2 separate regions of the Mus musculus genome follow, and region 2 is linked to region 1. The links are chromatin contacts, called in public promoter capture Hi-C maps. All regions are on one chromosome and are shown on one strand. The core of a region is the stretch at or near the end of the contact, and the rest is flanking DNA. Distances in the headings are between cores, read along the strand shown.

Region 1 (4,608 bases), core at 1,577-4,076:
ACCTTCAGCCCATTCACCAGAAGGAGGTCACTGGCTTCAGCCAGAAAAAAACTTGTATATTCTTGTCTCCCTTTACCTTATTAAATCATAAATCTTATGGGGACAAGGACCTGAGAGCTCTCAGCACCCTGAATTGTGCCCGGGACATCACACGTGGTTAAGAAATATTTGTGATTTGGTGTTGGTGGCTCACCCTTGTAATTCCAGCACCCCGGGAGCTCACAGGAGGGATTCTGATCAGAAACCAACAAGAGACAAGAAAGTATTTGTAAACACTTAAAAGTAATCAGCAAATCCAGCGTAGGTGGCAGGGGGTGGCGCCCCCTTCCTGGGAGTTGTGGAGTTACTGGTTCTAGGAAAGCTTGCAGTTTAAAGGTTGAATTTGGAGCTGGGTGTGGTGACGCACGCCTTTTAAACCCAGTGCACTGGAGGAAGACGCAGTCAGAACTCTGTGAGTTTGAGGCCAACCTGGTCTACAAAGAGAGTTCCAGGAAAAAAAAAAAAAAAAAAGCAAGAGGCTGTTTGAGCCAGTTTCACCCTGTGTGGGAGGAGCAGGGAGGAAGAAATTCCAGGTTAAACACTCCCAGCTGCTGTTTATTCCAGATCCACGGCTAGCAGAGCTCCGAATGGCTGCCCGTGAGGGTGGGGAAGAAGCTGCCAGTCTGTGTTCCGGGTTTCTTTCACTCAGTGGGACCAAGTTTGCTCTGTGTTAGGAGATTGAGAGATAGGGCTTTGAAAGGGTCTGATTCATCAGTCATTGTTCGGGAGGACTGGGAGGTTAACTCTGGCGGTAGCTTCTGATAGGGATCTGCAGCTATAATGGAGACCTGTATTATGCTAGGGCTTTGAAGATTCTGTGGAGCAGTGATGAGCAGGGGCACCACCTGTGCTCTCGGCCTGCTCTCCTGCCCTTCCGATTGTCTCGTGGCAATGAGCCGGCAGTGTAGGTTATGCTGATGAAAGGCTTTTTACTAAAGCGCTCCTTGTTTCTTTATAGGCTCAATAGCTGTTTAGTGTTTGTGACTCCCCCTCCCATCTCCACCCCCTGCCCAAAGAAGGGGCTTTTTATAAATTCTTCAGATTTCATTCTTTAGTAATACTTATGAGTATGGTGGGCTGGGATTACTATGTTTTAAAAGAAAATGCAGAGAAAGGGTACAGTTGGCCTGTTTCCTACAGAGCTTGTGTTCTGCCTTAGCCTGAACAGTGCTCAGAGCATCTGTCTATCTGCCTTGAAGCCTGCTGGACTTGAACTCCAGTCGCTGGCTTCACCTGCTGACACTGTTGTGACCCGGGGAAACACCTCATTTACTTGTTTAAGGAATACTTATATTGCACTTACCGCATACCTGACATGGTGACGGTGCTCAGTGAGTGTTTGTTTTTTTAAAGATTTATTTATTTATTATATGTAAGTACACTGTAGCTGTCTTCAGACACTCCGGAAGACGAAGTCAGAGTTGTTAAGAGGATGGTTGTGAGCCACCATGTGGTTGCTGGGATTTAAACTCAGGACCTTCAGAAGAGCTGAGCCATGTCTCCAGTCCTCTCAGTGAGTGTTAAACACAGTCTGTGTGTGTTGTCATCTCATCCACGTTTAGAGAAGAAAGGGTGCCCAAGAGATGTTGAAAAGCCGGAGGTCCAGGCCAGCTCAGTCTTGGGTTCCACTTTGTCCTGACTCTGACTGTCCCACCTGTCATCTCTCTGGGTTTGAATTTTGAATCTGTAAGACTGGAGACATTCGTAGTTTGGCTGCCCTGAGTCAGGATTGCTGTAGGAGCAGTTGGTCCATGAGCCCTGCTGAGTGGTAAGAGTATCTCAAAATTACATGAGGAGCCAGAAACTGTTGGGACACTTGGAAAGCCAACCTGTGGGGCTGGAGGAAACACGCAGATCCTGACCAAAGTCTCCAAAGCAGGCTCTGCCCACAGTGTGAATCCAGGAGCTGGAACTCTCATTCCAAGTCCCAGGGCTGGTGGAACTGAGGAGCAGAAAGGTGGACCTGCCTAGCACCAGATGGCTGTGTTACTGAGTTGGATACATCTGGGGTAGTCCAGCTTACAGGCTGATCAGCCTGAGGCTGTGGGGCTCTTTGCAAAGGCCCAGCCAACGGCCACTTCCGGCCCTGTAAATTCCTGATTAGCTTTCCATATTGTCTTTTTGTTCATTCTCTTTAGAAATTCGCTCCCACACCTTCCTTCCATTGCATTTCTAGAAATATCCCACTTTTCATGACTCACTGATTGAACATATCCTGTTTGGGGAAGTGTTCAGAGGAATTTCAGAGCGGGCACGTTGACTGCCAGTGATAAGTGGTGCAGACAGGAGCCTGGGAGCCGGCTCTCCCAGCCTCCCCCAAGGCCCCAGACAAGGAGTGCAGCTCCTGTTCTCAACCGACACACCCACTGACACACCCACTGCAGTTTTCCCTTCAGGCTGTGAGTAGGAACCTGAGTGTGGCTAGAGTGACTGATGTCCACTGAATCAAATCAGAGATGGTGCCTGGAGTTTGAACCTGGCTGGGTGGGATGACCTTTTGAACCACACAGATGCCCTGTCTTCCTGGTATCAGGATTGTATCATGGAGCAGGGAGGGGCTGTGTCCCTGGAGACACAGTCACTCCCAGAACCTCATGTATGAGGAGAGGCCAGGAGGCCTTGCAGGATGGCAGTGTTATGCATGGAGCACAGAATGCCAGCCTTGTCTTTGGATGCTCCGATTTTGCTCACGGCCTTGTTTGTTATTTCACAAGCTAGAATGTTGCTCCCAGTCTCCAAGGCTGGGTGTGTAGCTCATGCCAAAATCCTTCTCTTTTGTATAGCCAAAGGCTCTTGGCAGGCTTACACTGTGGCAGAGGACAGGCAGTGAAGTAAGAGGAAGAAAAAGCTGGGGCAGCCTCAGGCACAGCAGAGGCCATGGTGTGCTGGTGGCTGAGAAGTAGCTGGATGCTGAGATGTTGCTCCTGTTGAGTGGCAGTGTAGTCAGATAGGCTGTGAGGATGGTGTTGAGAAAACAGTCAGCCAGTTTTGCAAGGTGCTTTGAATCCAAAGGTGCCTCAAGATGCAGAAAGTGGTTGAGAGGCAAGCTGTGTAGGTCTCCTCGAGAATGGGGTAGGTGGTGGGACGAGAGAGGTGCTGCTGAGTCTGGGCAGCTGTGATTCAGAGGGATTCTCGGCAAGGTCTGGAGACATGTTTGAGTGCTCAGGGCAAGGGGTGCTTCTGGCGTCTAGTGGGTGAAGCCAAAGGTGCTACCAAATGTCCCATAGTGCACAAGAATGCCTGGGCCACGGAGAACACTACTGTTCTTAGTGTTGTTAATTCTGAGGTCCAAAGACCCTGCGCTGGGTGGTCCCAGATCACTGGAGAAGAGAGAAGGACCTTGGCGGATCTGAGTAGCTATGTGTGTGTGTATGAGTTCATGTATATTTGAGTGTGCAGTATACGCATGTGTATATGTTTGGTGTGCACATGTGTGGAGACCGAGGCTGATATGTATCTTACTTGATTGCAGCCATATATGTATTATATATTATAAATTATATATGTGAAATAATATTATTTTATTTTTTGAGACAGAGCCTCTCACTGATTGGTGAGACTAGCCAACTGGCAAGCTCCAGGGACTCGCCCATCTCTGTCTTCCCACCATTTGCCTTCAAACCTGGCATTTTCTGTGAATGCTGGAGATCCAGACTCAGGTCCCGTGCTTTAGTGGTGAGCACTTGACCCAGTGAGCATCTCTCCAGATTTGTATAAGCTGAAGTCTGTAGGTAATTGAGCACCACAAGGCAAAGACCATGTTTTCAGGACGCCTGGTGACATTAAGTCTGTGGAGACCTTCAAAGAGATGGATTAAAATGATGATTCTCCTAGACTCCTGATGTAGCTCCATCTTAGTTATGATTACATTTCATTGACGCGTGTGTGTGTGTGTGAACATGTACCTGTATCCACTGAGCCACCCTGCTCACTCCTGTAGCCTCATCTTTGCATTATTATTATTTTATATTTTTAATTTGAAATGTGCCCAATACCAAATGTATTTTGGAGAGTGTTCCAAACCAGAATCTTTTGTGTTAAGAAGATTAATAAAACTAAAATGGTATAAACACTCTTAATTTAGTGTTTATTAAATAGGAGGGCCTTATCAAAGAGCCAAGGGGAATTTAAAGATTGGTGGAATTAATTTAAAGTATTAAAAGCCAGTACATGATTGTGTATGCCCCAGTCCCTCCCTCTTTCTCTCTCAGATACACAGTGCATTCTTCCTCCTCCTCCTCCTTCTCCTCCTCTTCCTCCTCCTCCTCGTCCTTCAAGACAGGGTCTCTATAACCTAGGTCGGTTTCAAATTCTCATGCCACCATCCCCCACCCCACCCCCAACTAGGATCATGAACATGCATCACCACACCTGGCCACAGTTAATTATTATTATTTGCATTCTTTTCTGCATGTATATATGTATGTGTATTGCATTCATGCTTGGAGCCCGTAGAAAGGTCAGAAGAGGGTGTCAGGAGCTTGGATGGCTGAGAACCAAACCAGGGTCCACTGCAAGAGCAAACAGTACCCTTAACCACTGGGCCATCTCTCCAGCCCCCTAATTATT
Region 2 (4,608 bases), core at 641-3,140, 280 kb after region 1:
ACATCTCTTGAATGTAAAAAAATTCAGGCCAAAGAGCTGCCTCCCCTAAGCTAAACAGGGACTGGAACTTAAGATCACATAGATGTTAACAGAACAAAATGGCATCTTTACAAAACAGAGTTTTCTGCACTTCACTACCAACTGATTGCTTCTGACCCCTAACATCTGTATCTATCAGCCATGATTTTGCTCAGATAATCTCTTTTGTTTTAGTAAAACAGGTAGGTTTTACACAACAGGGAAAAATGTTCTAGGTTCCATTGATTCGATGTGATAAAGAAATGAAGGCTAGAAGGGAAAGCCCCTTTTTCCCTTCTCTTATGAAACCCTGCATAAAAGACACCTAAAAAGATCCAGGGCAAGCCTATCAGCTACCAGCTGCCTCATATAAAGGTGGCATGTGAAGAGCAAACCCAGCAGCTACTTCATCATCAGTCTATAACTACCTATCAATGTGAACAGGAGTCACAGTTTGCAGCATTAATATCTGACACTCTATGGCATGCTATTTAAATTTTAGAAACTTGCTTTATTGAATAAGAGATCTGGGCAATGAATGACTCAAGATTTAAAAGTGCCCCCTCTAATAAGGGTGAATCATAGCAGTTAACATCCCGGTTGGGACTGGATAGTGCAAAACCTGGAAAGCCTTCCTTGCCCATCCACACCAGAAATGCTTTCATTTCCATACACCGGACTAAAGTGAGGCAACAAATAGAAAACAAACAAACAAACACTATTAAATAGTGAAATTTGACCAGGGCATGGTATTCTTCAAATTATCTGTATCCTTTTCATCCAGTGAACTCATCCACCCACCCACCCCCACACCTCTTTAGCAAGGAAAGGCTCAACATATTCTTACATGAAAAATAAAACATGTCTAGATTTTTCACTCCTAAATCTTGGGGGGCTGGGGAAATTCTAGCATCTCTATGGTAAAAGTCCCCATGCCTTCTACGACATGAAAGAACTTACAGATCTCAGGACCACTCTCCTGGCACAAGGTTAAATAGGTCTTTTTCAGTCTTGTGCAAGCCTACGCGGCTACTCCCCCCAAGTTTTTGTACCCCAGAGCTTGGGAAAAAAAGAGTTACCCACCCCCGAGAAAGCTCTGAAACAGGTAAGAAGGAAGCCTGGGGCTCAAATCACAAACTCTCTATCCCACAGGTTTCTCCCCATCGGGAACACCACACAAAAGGGGTGTCGCTCCCGCCGCCCTACTCCCTCACTAATGCCGGCGCCAACTCACCAGGACCGTGGTGCAGATGGACCTCAGCTCCGACTCCACTTTCTCCCGATAGTCCTTGATCAGCTGCAACTTCTTGTCAGAGGTGTCGGTCTTCTGCTCAATGCTCGAGATGACCCTCCAGGCGGACCTGCGGCCCCCTACCACGTTTTTGTAGGCCACCGACAGCAGGTTGCGCTCCTCGTTGGACAGCTCGGCGCCCTGCTCCGTCACGGCTTTCATGCAGGTGGCCATGTCGTCGTAGCGCTCGGCCTGCTCGGCCAGCTTGGCCTTCTGGATCAGCTCGGTCTTCTCCATGGCGAGCGAGGGCGAGCGCCGAGCCGGATCCGGAGTCCTCCTGAGAGCCGCGAGGGGCGGGGCGGGGCGGCGCCGGCGAGGACAAAAAGGAGCGAGGAGAGAGCGCGTCAGACAATGCAGCCGGACGCCCGCTTTGTCTCAGCGCACGAGGCGGCGCGTCCTCCGGCCTCTCACGGGGCCGCCGCCTTCCGCCCGCGCCCTCCGGCCCGCCCGCCGCGCCTCCCCAAGGCCGGAGCGCGGGCCCCACCCGGCCCAAGATGGAAGCGGCCGTTGGTGCCGCACCTTCCCGTCCCAGCCCGAACCTCAGGCGCGCGGTAGCCTAGCAGATATGAGGACCGTGCTCCGCCAACCCGGCCTCGGTACCTCGCGGCGGCTGTTGCAGCCGCAGTCCCAGAGCTGTGTCCGCACTCACCTTCTAGTCTCCGCAGCCGCGACGCGAGTCCCACCACTTTGATCTGCTTTGGGCTTTAGCCGAGGACCCTCCCGTCTCAGCCTAGCACGGAGCCGACGAGCTCGCCACCGACCAATAGAACGCTGCACCTCCCCAAGGAGTCCCGCCTCTAGCTTCTCCTCTGTCCAATGAGGGGCGAGCGCGCGGAAGGGGGCCCAGGGGGCGGGGCGGGAAGCGAAGCGGAGGCTCCGAGGGTGGGTCGGCTCGGGTAGGTTCGGTTGGCCCGCAGGCTGCGGCTTCGGCCACGGGGTTTCCTCCAATTAGATCCAGGGTGAATGGACGTCACTGTTGCCATGGCGATGCTTTTCCAACTCCCCTCATCCTCCCCGCCAGCCCGGCACTCCTGGGTGCGGCACGGGACCGGAGGTGCTTTCGACCTCCGAGGCTGCGACCGCGTGTCCTGTAGCAGCAACCACTGCAGATGGGGCGTTGCAGCTCTCGAGCTGCTGCGGCTGCAGCTGGACTTGGCAGGGGTGAGATAATTAGCCCTTTTGATGCACAAGCGCCTTCCTTTCTTCTACCTTCCTGTTCTTGACAAAGGTTTGTATCCCCAAGACATTAAAATGCAACCCTTACAATTTTCCTGTTTCGGCTACAAATTAGAAATATCCTGATCCCCATTAAAAAAGGATTCGTTCCCAGAGAAAGTGGCTTAATTCAAGTTTTCACACAGGCACCCGAAAGCCAGCAATTCCCTTATGGAAAGGTAGATTCAGGAGATCTGGGCAGGACTGCGTGGCAGCGTCAGGTAAGCATTTCTTTAAAACGGGGAAATGACATTAAGCACGATTTGAACAAACACAGCTGTGACTACCCGATCCCCGGAAGCATATTTCTTAAACATTTCTTTACTACTTTTCCACATTAATGTCTAAGTACACCCTGCCCCGAACACACACACCTTTGTACTCTGTAAAGCATGTATGCATGCTTTTGTTTTTTGTGTGTGATGGGTTTTTTTTCTCCTGATATATTTGTGAAGATCTCATGTTTTTCTCTGCACAATAAACACCCTTCTGAAATGAGAGCATTTGCCCCAGATGCCATGTATTCAGGGTCACAGCTAACATTTTTCTCCTTTAAATAGGCTCCCTTATTTCCTAGCCCTCAATCCAATTCCTAGTGAGGTGGCTGTCCTACCGGACTCAAAGAATGAAACTGCCACCTGGGCTCTGAAGAGATGCCAGTTCCAGTAGTTCCTCAAGGGTTCAAAGAACTTCAGTGACTGCCACAGGCAAAGTGGATTCAAATGCTAAACGGAACCAAGCAGACCGAAGACTGCAGAAAGGAAGGTCTGACACTGAGCACAGATGGGGGGGGGGGGGGGAAGAGACGAAGCTTCCAGAAATTCAGATCTCCTCCCAGCTGCCCCTCCCTACCCAACTTGTAAAGGTTGCTTTGTGCTTTGACCAGGAGAGGCCTGGTTGGAAAGTGACTCTACTCTGTCTTAATACAGAAACGCCTTACTATGCTCCAGTGCAGCGGCGGACGGCCCGGTGTTATTTCTGGAATCCCCAAGGCCAGGCTGCAAGACACACGAGCGTTTATGTTCCTGTGGGTTGGGGTGGAGCTGGACACACAGAAATCCCAACGGATAAAATGCCTTCTGTATAAGCAGTGGATTTCAAGATTCCCTAAATTAGAGCAGCAAACCCAGCCCATAGAGAGGAGACGCCCATGGAGGTGATGAGAGAGGAGACATATGAAGGGAAATTGTCAAAAAGGTTGTTTCTGAGTGAGGCCTACCCAAAAGAGGCACGTGCCAAATATTTACCACAAACAAGCTCATATGATCATGTGAAATCAAAAACTGACACATTATGAAATTGTAATATCTGAGGGACTCCATAGAATCTGCTTGTGTCTGAAAAAAAAATTCTTGGTACTTCAAGTCCCAGAACACAGAAAAGCTGACATTTAGAGTGGCTTTATTTGTTATTATTTTATTTATTTATTTATTTATTTATTTTAAAAGATTTATTTATTTATTATATGTAAGTACACTGTAGCTGTCTTCAGACACTCCAGAAGAGGGAGTCAGATCTCGTTACGGATGGTTGTGAGCCACCATGTGGTTGCTGGGATTTGAACTCCTGACCTTCGGAAGAGCAGTCGGGTGCTCTTACCCGCTGAGCCATCTCACCAGCCCTATTTTATTTATTTATTGAGGGTCACACTGCATTTAAATCCTGCAAGGATTAACTCATTCAATATACTTGATGCCACTAAAAGGGAAATGTTGTAAACACCATCTCCAATTTAAAAAAAAAAAAAAAAAAAAAAAGGAAAATGAGACACAGCCTGATCATGGTCATGGACAGGTCACTCAGCTACCCAGCAGCAAAAACTACATATATGGACACATGTGGTGTTTGTGTCATCCTTGAATCTTTGCTGCGGCTGTTCCTCCTAGTCTTCTCCAGCTCTGATAGGGGTTGTAAGGATTCTAAGGCCCTGACTAGTCTGTCTTCTTGGAAGTTCATCCGAGAACATACAAGAGGTATTTAGCATCACGCCAATGTGTTGGAAAGGGTTCTTAGAAAACAGTCAGCAAAGAAAGTACTTTGTAGTTATCTTATTTTTCCTGATTCCCCTACGAAGAAGTCACTGG

Evidence for each region. Promoter capture Hi-C pulls out the DNA fragments that hold promoters and counts their contacts.
Region 2: a contact with region 1 is called in a promoter capture Hi-C map of liver. The contact joins the promoter of Ywhaq here to the enhancer-like site in region 1. A contact is called at or near these places in 9 of 39 promoter capture datasets (the C10 cell line, cranial neural crest, embryonic stem cells and 6 more), 3 of 484 Hi-C or Micro-C datasets (LSK cells, cranial neural crest and embryonic stem cells), 4 of 115 datasets of contacts at active chromatin or transcription factors (bone marrow-derived macrophages, extraembryonic endoderm stem cells and pancreatic cancer cells) and 1 of 9 other capture datasets (liver).

What each region holds. Positions count from the first base shown.
Region 1 is chr12:21,133,780-21,138,387 of GRCm38.p6, forward strand. The region is part of intron 1 of Asap2 (ArfGAP with SH3 domain, ankyrin repeat and PH domain 2); the gene reads left to right. Among named protein-coding and RNA genes, the nearest start is that of Asap2, 24 kb to the left of the region's middle. Within about 2 kb of position 2,827, at least 139 of the 459 cell types and tissues checked have an H3K27ac peak or open chromatin away from gene starts, as enhancers often do. A contact at or near this core is called in embryonic stem cells, extraembryonic endoderm stem cells, liver and 1 more, where this site is marked.
Region 2 is chr12:21,415,546-21,420,153 of GRCm38.p6, forward strand. Ywhaq (tyrosine 3-monooxygenase/tryptophan 5-monooxygenase activation protein theta) reads right to left here and starts at 1,891. Exons shown (of 5, transcript NM_011739.3): 1 at 1,253-1,891. The coding sequence starts at 1,546. It overlaps Gm4419 (predicted gene 4419), which reads left to right and starts at 2,337. Exons shown (of 4, transcript NR_166748.1): 1 at 2,337-2,537; 2 at 2,671-2,745; 3 at 3,085-3,289.